Linked DNA regions of Mus musculus: region 2 is linked to region 1. The links are chromatin contacts, called in public Hi-C maps. All regions are on one chromosome and are shown on one strand. Each heading gives the region's core, a stretch centred on a gene start, on an enhancer-like site or on the middle of the called end of the contact. The rest is flanking DNA. Distances are from core to core; before and after follow the strand shown. Region 1 has its middle 54 kb from the start of Gm41097. Region 2 overlaps Fhit (fragile histidine triad gene).

Evidence for each region. Hi-C and Micro-C count contacts between places; a contact is called where the count stands out from the background.
Region 2: a Hi-C map of the N1E-115 cell line shows a contact between it and region 1, with 4 times the contacts expected there. The contact joins two enhancer-like sites. A contact is called at or near these places in 1 of 15 datasets of contacts at CTCF or cohesin (the NIH/3T3 cell line) and 3 of 484 Hi-C or Micro-C datasets (the N1E-115 cell line, embryonic fibroblasts and liver).

The regions. Positions count from the first base shown.
Region 1 is chr14:9,391,257-9,397,574 of GRCm38.p6, reverse strand. No RefSeq gene overlaps it. Among named protein-coding and RNA genes, the nearest start is that of Gm41097, 54 kb to the left of the region's middle. Within about 2 kb of position 3,949, at least 25 of the 459 cell types and tissues checked have an H3K27ac peak or open chromatin away from gene starts, as enhancers often do. A contact at or near this core is called in the N1E-115 cell line, where this site is marked.
Region 2 is chr14:9,596,299-9,603,129 of GRCm38.p6, reverse strand. The region is part of intron 5 of Fhit (fragile histidine triad gene); the gene reads left to right. Among named protein-coding and RNA genes, the nearest start is that of Gm41096, 70 kb to the right of the region's middle. Within about 2 kb of position 5,524, at least 7 of the 459 cell types and tissues checked have an H3K27ac peak or open chromatin away from gene starts, as enhancers often do. A contact at or near this core is called in the N1E-115 cell line, where this site is marked.

The DNA.
Region 1 (6,318 bases), core at 2,700-5,199:
TTATAATAAAGTACCTTCAATTTACTCAAATAGACATGGCTAGGAGTAGCTAAGGTTTAACAGTTCAAGAGACTCTAGATAGTCTTCAAAAACATCAAAAATCCACCGATTGTGACATTTAATGTCATTTAATCTTTTAACAATGAGACATATATGCTCCAAACAATTTCCCCATTCTCCTTTAAAGAAAAATTGAGTATCTTTACCTCCAGGCAAGGTTGCTTATGGTGGCAAGGTAGCCAAGAGGCAGAAATTGCCTCTTTCATGTGCAGACAAAATACTTTCCAGGAAAAGGAATAGTCGAATGATAGCTCTGCCAATATAGGGTAAATGGTCCTTCATAATCCTGCTTTGCAAAGGTCTGTCAGATCATCCTGGACCAAAAACCTGAAGACAGATGTTCCAACTTTATAAGAAATGAGGGCGCTGTACAGATAGTCAGCTGTCTCTACAATGTTTAAGTTTGAGAGGCTGTGTTTGGTTCTTCCTATATACCCAGGTAATGTTTGAGTCATTCTGGGGTTTCTGACAGGGTTGTAGATCAAACTCAAGTGTTTAAAACTGAGAGAGAGGTTACAGAGACATGGTTTTCAGATGGCATTACAGGCTAAAATATAAATGTAATACAGGAATAGAATCATAACTCTAAGTTAGGAATTAGGGTAGAGTATGTCATCAAATTGACAAATATGGACTGGATATTAATTGTTATCATACTTTTGGAATTTACAGGGTTATTATGGTTTTGTCCCATTTATGTCTGGGAGAAGAGGTTTGGTTGTTTGTTTTCTGTTTTTTTTTTAATTGGACAGAAAAGATGAGATGTAGAGATGGTTATGATGCTAAGGTCCTGTTGCCCCAATTGGTTCTTTATCCATCAATAAATATGCTAGCGGCCAATGAGCTGGGTGGAATAAGCAAGAATTCTGGGTCCCCTCAGGCAGGCTAGCAGATTTCAAGAGAGGGAGGGAGGGAGGGAGAGAGAGAGAGAGAGAGAGAGAGAGAGAGAGAGAGAGAGAGAGAGAGAGAAGGTGTTTTCATCATGCTTCAGAGGGAGAAAAGCCAATCAGCCATGTGAGATCTTGGATGGAGCAGCCATAGACCAGTTCTCCAGGTGGAAAGTTGGGGTGATGACCTGGGAGTGAAGGTGGCTGAACAACTGAAGCTAGAGCAGGTTAAGAGGTGATGAGCTAAAAGTATTGGGAAGGACATGCTAGCCATGGTAGACTGGAGGCACCCAGCAGTTGAGCCAAGAAGGCAAGTTGAAATTGGGCAATGTGTGTGTTTTTCATCCATAGATTCAATATTCTCTGCAAAGGAGCCTGGTAGTGTGGCCTGTTCCCAGACCATAGGCAGGGTAGCAAAAGCTATATGCTACAGGCATGTGGTACAACCTTGGGAACATGCAATAGGGTGCATTCTGAGCTAACTGAGCAGAAAGCGGACTTGCCTGCCACATTATCTCTTTGCTCCAGGACACAGTCTGGATATTGCCACTCTCCAGAATGATGTTAGATATTGAGAATTACTCCCTATCATGAAGACAAATCCAAAACATGAGAGTGGCCCACCAACAGAATTGATCCTCAGCACTAAGTTTCCTTATCCAGACAGAAGGATGGAAGGACTGGCCTACTTTAGTCAGGTTTTGCAACTTTTAGGAAGTGTATGTAGTGCAGACCACTGGTGAGGATTGAGGGCAATGGAGATGAGGACAAGGGCCTCAGTTTCAGAGGCAGCAGGATTTCTGACAAAGCTACCAATTGTTTGTTCAGCAATATCAGACTTCATGAGATAGAAATGTCCATGAGGTTTCAAAATAAGCCCACATGACAGATGATTCATTGTATATAGAAAGAGAGACTTTCAACATCCAAAGATTCAGAGCAGGGTGCTTAACTCAGTTGGCAGAATGGCAGAGGCCCCAGATTCCATGTCCAGTAGCAAATAAACCAGGAATACGGTGCATGTCTGTTATCCTGCTATTCGGAAGGGGGAGGCAGGCAGACCAGGAGTTCCAGGTCATTCTCTGACATAATGAGGTCAGGGTAGCCTGGCTTACAGGAGACCAGGTCTTAAATTTTAAACAACAAACACAAACAAGCAAACAAACAAACAAAAAACCCAGAAATAACAACTACAACAAGCAACGGAAACCCACTCATTTAAATGAAGTTTAACACCATTTGCAAAGTTGTACTGATCTCCTCCAAACAGAAGCCCAAAGTCCTGTCTGCAAACAGAAATGAAGCTGCATAGGTGGGAGTAAGGACCTGAAGAAGCTCCTTGCTGAAGTAGAAGCTGAAGCTTCAGAGGTCTCTGCCTGACTGGAGAGAGAAACACGGTTTCCTTTGCTTCTGAGACAGAGCAGAGACATGCTCAAAAAAAAAAAAAAAAAAAAAAAAAAAAGACAGGAGGTCACTCTACTGAGACAATCATCTTGCATGCCCATTTGTACCACCAAATAGTCGATGTCTCTAATACTGTGGAAATATGAGGTGATCTTGGGATATTAAGTCTGTTAGTAGCATCAATCTGGAGACTAACCAACTGGGACTGTTCAGTGGCAGCGTGGGCATAAGCTCAGAGGCAAAACCCATTTAAAGGCAGAGAGACAGAGAACAGACCACCCAGAAAATGCCCTACCAGGCGAAAATCTCAGGCTAAAGAAGATGCCACCATGAAACCAAGAAATACACAGAGGCAAATTCAGTCAGGCAACCATGACAGGAAAGACAGGAGGCCACTAATAGGAAAGTGGCAGATATGAGTGCTGGAATTAGCAAGTGACATTACTAAGCCTCACTGGGCCTCATTTCTCTTACCAGTGACATGACTGTTAGGCAGTTCCTACCCACCAACACTGCTGTGGATTTTAAGTAACCAAATCTGGTTTTCCATTTGTGTGTGTGTGTGTGTGTGTGTGTGTGTGTGTGTGTGTGTGTGTGTGTGGTGGGGGTTGGCCTGAGGACTGAGGTAGATACTCTCTACCATACCTTGAGGCAGCATCTCTCAGTCAGACCCAGAGCTTTCCTATATGGTTGGTCTCCTTAGCCAGCTTGTGCTGGGAAACCCTGCCTTCCAGGCAGATTGCCATACTCAACTGGCATCTGCATAGGTTCTGGGGATCTGAACCTGCATCTTCACACTTGCAGAGCAAGGGCTTTGACTACAGAGCCATCCCCATGGCGCCCTGTTGTGGGATTTTAAAGCTTCTTTCATCATAGCACCCAATGCAGAGTAAGTGCTGCCAGCGTTGTAGCTGCCATTGTTGGTAATTTAGTGTACAATCTGTCTTGTGTTAAGTTTAGCTAACCAGGGCATGGGAAAATAGCAGAATTAACAGTTAAATGGGATGGCAACCATGCTTTTACTTAAGATAACGACCTTTTCATTAAACTAACTCTTAGTAGCTCTTGCCCTGACACACTAAGCATGTGCGTGCTGATTTAGCCTCAGGGTTTGGCTATACAATCAGTGTGTATTCTGGCATCTAGTTTGTGTTGTGGGGCTAAAGCATGATAGTGCCTGTAAAACTCTATTGTTTCTCATTATCAATATCATTAAAACACTAGTAATACAATACAACAGTAGAGAGTCGAATAATTCAATTTAAAGTCTGCCAGTCAAACACAGAGGGAGGACTCAGCTGAAGCCCTTTTCCAAAAGGAAGTTAAAATCAATTTTGATCTTTTTCTTTTTTGGGGGGAGGGCTGAGATAATAAGATAAAAGTTTTGTAAATCACAACACATATTTCATCTAGTGTCTACAAAAGCAAAGGTTTTAAAGATCTTTCAACTTGTCGTCTCTAAGATATTTTGACCTCTACTTTTTATATTACCAGCAAAATAGGCAATTTGTCTTTCAGATTTAAAGCAAGACACTGTCTGGAACGCAGGGGAAACTGCACCATCTGCTGGCCGGAGTGGAGAACTGCTGGGAAGAGGACACTTTCTGCTGAGGAGGTAGAGTTTCTAGCTATGGGCTTGCAAATGGAAAACCCAGACACAGTTGGAGTCTCTGAAAGGTCACAGCTTGAATCACACTGCCATGCTGCTTCTCCTGTGACAACTGGCTCTTGCTTGTCTCTAGGAACACCATCAGCCTTTTCAACTCAAGAAGCAGGAAGTCATCCAGTGAGAGCCAGCTGGGTGTTCTGATAACTGGTTTCCTTGCTTTGTCCTTTGGCCTGGCTGGGAGTGCATCAGAGCCTGTGTTCCAAGGCCTGTGCAGTTTCAGACCAGCACAGGGCTCCAGAGTTCCTCTGCCTCTCCCTTCTTTTCCGTAGGGTTTCAGGCCTGTGGGATTGCAGCCTATAGAGGAAGCCAAGGAATCATGCCATTGGAGCTGAGTGAACAAGACACCTGCTGCCTGTTCTGTTTTGGGGTTCCACCTCTCCAAGGCACAGAGCAACTCAGGTGGCCTCATTTTAAACAATTTTCAAACTCAGAAGGCTTTACATACAGTAGAAAGTTCTGGACACAGGGCAAGCTGTGCCTTTGAGACTGCTTCTGAGCCCTATGTAGATTCTGGATATACTGGCTAGTTTTATGTGTCAACTTGCCCCAAGCAAGAGTCCTGAGAGAGGATGGAGCCTCAGTTGAGAAAATGTCATCATGAGATCCAGCTGTAAGGCGTTTTCTCAATTATTTATCAGTGGGGGAGGGGCCAGCTCATGGTAGACGGTGCCATCCCTGCAGTGATGCTTCTGCGTTTTGTAAGAAAGGGGGCTGGATAAGTCATGGGAAGCAATCCAGTAAGCAGCATCTCCCCATGGCCTTTGCATCAGCTCCTGTCTTAGGTTCCTGTCCTGATTGGGTTCCTGCATTGACGTCCCTCAGTGATGAACAGCAACATGGACGTGTAAGCCAATCTTCCTCAACTTGCTCTTTCGTTATGATGTTTCATCGTAGCAATAAAATCCCTACGACTCTGGCCAATGTGCTAACTACTGTCACATGTGCGTTTGTATATTAATAATTCATGTAATTCTCTAAACAACCTCATGAGGATGATTCCAGTGAAATTGTCATTTTAAAGACAAGGAAACTGAGGCAGGCCATGTTCTTTTCAACGATTCAAAGAGAAAGACCACCGACTCAAATCATCATGGCCAGATTATTTAAAACAAACAATTAAAGCAAGCTTTTATTATTATAATTATGATTCTTATTTATGTACATAAGCTGGGCTGTCTCCCTCTTAAGGCAGGGCTCAAGAGATCAACACTGTATGTGAGGAAGGTAAGATGTTTTTAGCTCTGAGGGGTAGGGGATTTCCAAATAGGGGATTTGGCAGGCAAAATTGGCAGGGTTACAGAAGCAGAATAGAAGCATAACAAGTTGGCCATAACATACTCCTAAAACAAAAGCATGATTTCAAGTTGGTCATAATAAGGGGGTCATAACAAGGTAGGCGTCACAGCAGATGGTCATAATAACCTTCTGAAACAGAGGCACGGTTGCTGTTTCCTGGAACAGATAGTCCAGAACCATTTTTAGTTAAGGTTATAGGTGGGGCATAGCCCAATCCTCGAGAAATAGCATTTTATTGGCATTTCATTTAACGGCTTCAGGGATCTCAAAAGCAAGTATATCGAGCTTCTGGGGCTAAAGCAAGCTTGCCGGGAGCCCTGACGTGGCATGCAGGAAGAGAGCCTAAAGGAGCTCCTCCAACTGCACCATTAGGCAGTGGCAGACTCAGAAGGCTAAAGGTGCCCTTCAAGGATAGTCAGTTGGTGGAGTGCCTGCCTACTGTGTTGAAGCGCTAGGTTTAATCCACAGCATTGCATAAACCTAGCTATGGAGGCTCATGTCTTTGATCCCAGCAAATAACAGTAGAGGCAGGATCACCCTCAGCTAAGTTCCAAGCTAGCCCGCACCACACAAACCATCTCTCAAAAACAAATATGTTCTAATATTTTTTTTTAATAAAGTAGGGGGAAAACAAAGGCCTCCTATTGGCTGAAGTCACCCTGAAGCTTTTCTTGAGTTTTGCAGATAGCAAGTCTGAAATGAGTCCCCGACTTACAGGATACTAAGTCAACTGGCAGACTGTGCTTCTCAGACTCGTCTGACTAGGCATTACAACTGTAGAACAAAAAGAGAAACACAAGCTGAAGTGCAATTTCAAATGACGGCCTTTCTGGGATTATGGGTGGCCAGGAGCTGAGCTCTGGGTCTCCCAGTGGCTGCAGTTCCCAGCTGCTTCTCAGAGTTGCTGTGGGCTGTGGCGACAGTGCACATTTCTGCCTCTGCTGACACAAGACACTTTAGACTAGCTTTGCTTCAGACATTTCTCCCCCATCTACTGGGTAT
Region 2 (6,831 bases), core at 4,275-6,774, 200 kb before region 1:
ACACCTTTCCTCTCCAAATGTCAAGAAGGCTAGAGACGCGAGACAGATACACATCTACAGCAAAAGTGCTGAGAGCACAGAGATCCTACTTATTCCTAGTATCGAGGTCACAGTGATGGCCTTAGACATAGCTATCACCATTTTAGAGATAAGCAGTGGCTTATAATGGTCTGCATCCTGTGGGTTGCATCTTTCTTCTGGGACTGAGATATGAATACTGAGAACATCCTCATTTGGGTACAATATGTGCGGTAAGCACTGAGAAGGTCTTCACTGGGCTCAGTATATGAGAAGCAGGAGAAGATGCTCATTTGTGTTCACTATATAAGGGAGCACTGAGAAGATCCCTACGTAGGCCCAATAGCCAGCAAATACACCCAAGCTGACTTCAGTGATCAATGTTGCACAATGAAAATATCACTAAAATTCATTAGTGGGATAAAATCTGTAACTTTTTCCATCCATGAGACCACTGGGAATCCTTCCGCAGTGAACTTGTGGGCCAGGGATTAGCCTTTCCCTGAATTATAGTGAAATCTGACTTAAGTAATCACCTTGGGACCATCCAAAATCGGTAACTTGGTAGAGGTTGAACTTTAGCTAAAGGTCAAGCAAAATTCTTCTAGAAACCTTAGGGGTTGCTTAAAGGTGAACTAAAAAGCTTAGAGGAGAATTGGCTTAATTCCTGGTTTATGAACCAAGTAGCATGGCCAAGTAGTCTGCGGAACGCAGTCAGCTTAGCAAAGCGCCTTGACTCGTCCATCTGAAAGGCATCATCCCCCCGCTCAGGTGCTCAAGCTTTTCTGACCTAGTAGACACACGCTCCACGATGCTTGATTTGCCAAGGAAACCCATCCCTTAGCCCATGTGCTCAGGACCACTGGCAGGAGGCAGAAATACAGTGACATTCCAGGTTAGGCCTTGCTCATATTCCAAAAAAACGTGATTCACCACTGCCTTTGAGAGCCTACCTTCAAATACTAGCATCTGCTCACTATAGAAAGGACTTTCTTTGAGGGAGGGACCCTGCAGCTGAAGATATAGCTCAGTGATTAAGAGCATGTACTTCTCTTCCAAAGGACTTCCAGGTAGGTTTCTAGCACCCATGTTTGGTGACTCACTCCGTTCTATAATTCCAACTTCATGAGATCTGATGTCCTCTTCTGGCCTCCGCAGGTACATGCATACATGTGACATATAACGATACAGATGTACATATAAATAAAAATAATATAATTTTAAGGGAAAGATATTTATTTTAGTCCACAATTCAGATTTATTGTTATATTACATCTCAAAAGGCCTAGCAGGAAGAGTTAGTCAAGTGTACAATCTATTTTCTCATCCTCTCTGAAACACACAGAGACATTAGAACATCTTGAGCTAACACTCTGTGTCTTACATTGGACTACTATAACAGAACATCATAGAATAGCTACTTTCCCATAGTGCTGGAAGCTATAGTCCAAGAATAGGCTTCCTGGTGACTCGGGACTAAGTGAGAGCCTTCCGCGTTCCTGCTTATGTCTTCCACCAATGAATCCTCATATGCCAGAGAAGAAAAGTTCAGATGTCTTCAACTACTGGAAAGAACACTCATGCTGTCATAGAGCTCCCATGGTAAGCTAAGCTCCTAAAGATCCAGCAACAAGTCCTATACTATGGTCAAGGTTTTATCACATGGACACTGATGAACACATAGACAGTAGATATCTAAAATTAATTTCTAGGGCCAAACTAAGAAGGCCGAGATGGCAGTTGTAATCTCTTTGCTATCTTCCTGTATGCAGAGAAGGATCCAAGCCTACTGGATGAACATCTATCTCAACTGTGACATGTTTGACATGTTTTTGTAGCTTAGACTATTCACAACAACCTACTTAGAGTTTCTTTCTCCACCTCTCAGAAAAACCACCCCCCCCAAAAAAGCCAGTCACACTGTTCACTGGATCCTGTGTCAATCACCATGCTAGACAAGCCTGCTACTTGCAGTGTGTCCTAGTGAATTTTTACATAGCATTTCATTTCAGTCATAGTACTGTTCTTCATTTGGGGAGTTAAGTGTCCATGAGTTAAAAATACTGATTTCTTTTCCAGGGATAGTGAACAGATGTAATGACAGGGCACAGGACAGCTTTGAAGACAAGGACACATATAGCAGTGGCCTTCTTCCTGGGAAGAGTAAACTGACCTTGATAGAACTGCTGCCAAGCCGCCAGTAGACAGGCGATGCTTGTGGCTTTCAGGTGTCCCCAAGATTTCTTCTGCTCCTCCTACCACAGAGATGTTGGCTACTTATATGTCCCTGTGGCTGCACATGTCAGGATCCTTCTTCTCACATGAGATGGAAGTTCCCTTACCACCATTTAGACCATGTTTACTGAATAGTGCTGAGTTCTGGGAACTTAGTGTTACTCGGTTTTCTGTTTGCCAAGTATGCAGTGGCAAGAGCTACTGGCCACTTAAGGTCTTGCTGAAATGGGGGAGGCAGAGGGAGGCCCTGGGAGAAATGCTGACATGAGGACTTCTTAATATGGAAACAAGGTTAATCCAGTACAGTTGGATCTGCATGTTTCAGACCTTTTGTTGCTCTGTATTAATGAGTACCACCTATTTGGGGAGTCTAGCTTAGTTTGTATTCAGAAGAAATTGGTGTTTTGAATGGATGGTGTATTCACAAAGGCAAGCCATGCACACCCTCAATGCCTGCTTCACATAACTAAAGACTTATTTATGCTAATGTCATTGAGCTGACTTAGTTCACAGGATAAACCATCTCAGCACAATTGTCTGATTGAAGGTGCCTTGGAAAGCAGGCAAACAACAAAAAGGCAGCTCACAGAGAAAACCCTGGCAAGGTGCCTATGTTCGAAGGTCTCAAGTCTTGTGGCTGAAGCTTCCTGGAACCCGGTTCTTGGTACCTTTCTAGAAGATCTTTCCATGCTCCCTCAAAGCCTTTACTCTTCTCATTCCAGTGACTATTTCCAAAGTGACAGGCCAGCTCTGGCTGGACTGGTACACCATGATAGTCTCTTCTGTTCTACACATGTGCATGTGCAGGCTAAGGAAGGAGCTAACAACAAAAGTTTCACGGGGCTCTGCACACCTGGGTGTGGCTGAAGTCATGACGATGGCAAGCTAGCTATCACTTCCTCTGGTCACTGCCGTCTGCTCAACAGTATTGTGCTACAGTTGTAGTAAAGATCTGAGATCTAGTACGTATGTTCCATATTTGGAATTAATTTTCTCTGGTTTTGTATATCCGGCCCAAAGTTACTACCTGTTGTCTTACAAAAGCAAGGTGATCTGTAGGAAAGATGAAAACAAAGGACCAGTTAGAGTTAGGGATCTGCTCTTCCAGGTAGAAGACTTCTAGAGCGAGTTCAAGACATTTAATAAGGCTATCTTTTCTTATGATTCACATAAAAATTTACACCTTTGTGTAGTAAGGACTGTCTACACAGGAAGACCCTGGCAGAAGGCCATTCACTAACAACTTAGATGCCAGGTTGTACCTGATCTTATTTGGAGATATAAGTCTTATTGAAATATAGCTAGGCTTACAAACTATTTTCTTAATACAATGGATAAATACTTGTATCCAAGGGCATAAGATAATACCTATCTAGCCTTTTATAGGAGAAAATAGTGTTTATCAGTGTCCTTTACTAAAGTGGGAAGAAAAATGTAAATAGCTTGCAATGCCTGTTACTGAACGGCTGAAGTGAGGCAGGCCAGACTCAAGTGTTCCTTGTGGGGCATAGTAAATGAGTTGTCTACTATACATGGAGGAGGCATGATGCCATAGGCCACGGACTAAACATGACAGCAACTCAGTAGGCAAGACAAGACTAGAAACCTAAATTTCAGGGCTGTGGAAGCAACACTTCAAGCTCTGGCCTTGAGAGGGAGCTTCTAGGTGGGAAAAGGGGTGAGGAGAATGTAAGAGAGCTGAGAATCAAGTATGGGATGCTCTGTCACTTCCTGGATGAGTGGAGGAGGAGAAAGCACACGAACATGCTGCTACAAAGGCAAAGGGCCTGGAGTAGAGCACACATCAAGAACTCAGAGAATGTGGTTAGACTTCAGTGAGTTAGGGAAGGATTGAAGCACTATGTGGTGAGTTTCAGTTTATCCCATGTGTATAGAAGGGCATGGAATGAACCCAGAATAGGAACTATATAGTATTAGAAACTGTATTCTGAAGCTGGATGCCTGAGTTCATCTAAAAATTTGCTGATTACTAGTCAGGTAACCCTTGCAGGTTAAATGAAGATTAAAGGTAATAATGTTTGCAATATGCTTAGACCACTGCTGAGCACATAGCACACCATATGTAAATGTTGGTTTTGATTATTCCTAATGGAGAGAAAAGTCAAATGAACTGATGTAAACTTCTCTCTGTCTCTATCTCTCTGTCCCTGTCTCCTTCTCTGTGTTTGTTGTTTTGTCTCTGTCTCTCTATATCTCTGCCTCTGTCTCTCTCTGCCTCTTGGTCTCTATCTCTGTCTGTCTGCCTCTGTCTGCCTCTGTCTGTCTGTAGGTCTCTCTGTCTCTCTGCCTCTCTCTTTGTGTCTCTGTGTGTGTGTGTGTTTGTGAGAGAGAGAGAGAGAGAGAGAGAGAGAGAGAGAGAGAGAGAGAGAGAGGTATATTTGAAGGTCAGAAAAACCTCAACCCGCACGTGCCACCTTGTTTGATCCAGGGTCTTGTGTTTTGCTATTGCACAGGCTAGTTGGTCCATAGACATCCCGCTTACCTGTCTTCGCCTCTATTTCATGGTAGGAACACTGGAAATACAGATGCACCATTGCTCCTAGCTTTTTATAGATTCTAGGGATCCAAATCTCGGTCCTTATGCTTTCATGACGAGTGTTTTACCCATTGAGGTCTCCTTAGTCCTGACTTAGACTTTTCAAATGATGATGCTAGAGTATTCAAAAAGGGAAGCAAGGAAACCATTTAGCAGATAGCTCAGATTATCTAGGGGAGAGATAACTTCCCTAGATAATCTCATGGGGTCCCACCATCTTTCTTGGTTTTTCCTTGGTGTATATCACTCTAACATTATGTTCTCTGGGACAGAAGATCCCATCAGCTACAGAGAAGTGAACTGCCACATATGCCTACCTCTATCACTACTTCTCTTCCTAACACTGTATGCACAGTCCCCTAAGCAATTATTGATATGTAGCCCTCACCAGAGTGAAAAGAACACCAGGGGTCAATCTCAGCATGTGGCAGGAAGAGGCATGTGCAAAGCCTAGCACTTTCCATGGGAGATTTACACGTTATACATGGTAACAGAAAAGCCCTGGGACTCTGCCTCAAGAAAGAATGCCAGCCTTCCCATCAGGGTGCCTCCTCAGCAGACCGGCAGGATTTTCATGCTCACTTAAGTCCTGAGGACATGGGAAGGCAATTCAAATTAATTTTTGAGGTCACAGCGCCAAACTTGGGCTGTGTTAGCCCACGGAAACATTAACAGGCTAATGTATTCCATCATGGAGAGAGAATCAAAGAGACTGTAATGGGGCTTCATTATATCCATCTGTCCATCCATCACTTCTTCCCATTGCTCACCACTTGACTTGAAAAATGAGACGCCCCCCAACTAATTAGATTTACCCTAATCTCCTTTATGGACCATCAATCCTCTTCAGAGGCCATCTGTGAGTTTAGAGTTCAGACCTTTAAGAATTATGCTAATCAGTCTTTCTCCAATTTAACGTGTTCATCTGATGACCACAATTTGAAGCTTCTGGCTGTGACAAATGGGAAACCATTGTGAGCTTTTGTTCTAATTTTAAACACTGTCATCTTCCTGAAGTGCCACATAAGGGATAATTTCTAAGAAAGCAGTCAAGAATGGAAGGATCTTTAAGCCAGGTAACATTTAAAAAGAAAAAAAGAAGGAAAAAAAAAAGAAGAGATAGGAAACCAGTGTGAGTGTGGGGAGAATTTTAATTGCTTTGTAATATTAGGACATAGTTGGCTCTCATTTGTATAATCAAATTAGAAGTTTCCAGAGGTATTAAATTATGTTATGATGTAGAACTGTAAATTTCATTGGGTATAAGATACAGTAAAACCAGCTCATGGGGGTGGGGAGGCACCAAGAGGGAAGTTATTGATGAGCAGATATTCTGCATTGGCAGGAGCCTATGGCCTGATCCCTAGAGGTGGGTGAAATATGAGGCAGGTTTCCATATAGGGTTGAATTTGGTAAGAACTCAGCACATGATATTTGCTGTAGACTCTTCTCCTGGTGGATGGAAATAACCAGCTACGCAATCAGACACAGGGCACACAGAAGGGGCAGTGGGACGTGGTAAATGAGTCAGCAGCTAGGTGTTGCAGTGTTACCCTGGATTAGCACTGCTTAAGCTTAAACATGCCTGGGAACCTCTTGGAGATGGTGTTAAGTAATTGTCTCACCCCAGTAGATCTGGTGTAGGGCTAGGGGCAGCATTTCTAACAAGCTCTCAGGTGAGGCCATACTGTAGGTCTATAGACAGAAAATGTCACGAACTTGGGGACTAGACTAAACTGAAGTCCTCTCTCTAGTGTTGTAGCCTCTGGAAAATGACTTTCTGCTTGTTCATTCTTTTAACAAGTATTTACTGAATCTCAGCAGTGGGATAGAATCTATGCCCAATTTAGTCCCTGGAACAGGAAGAGTGTCACAGTTCTGGGGCTTCTGGTCTCCTGCAGTAAGTCAGGACGTAAGAAAACAGTGAAATGTGTATGGATAGCTCTTGTAACTACACACTTGCCGTAGCATAAGAGTAGCCAATGAATAGGGAGACGCTCCCATGTATATGGCAATTCTTA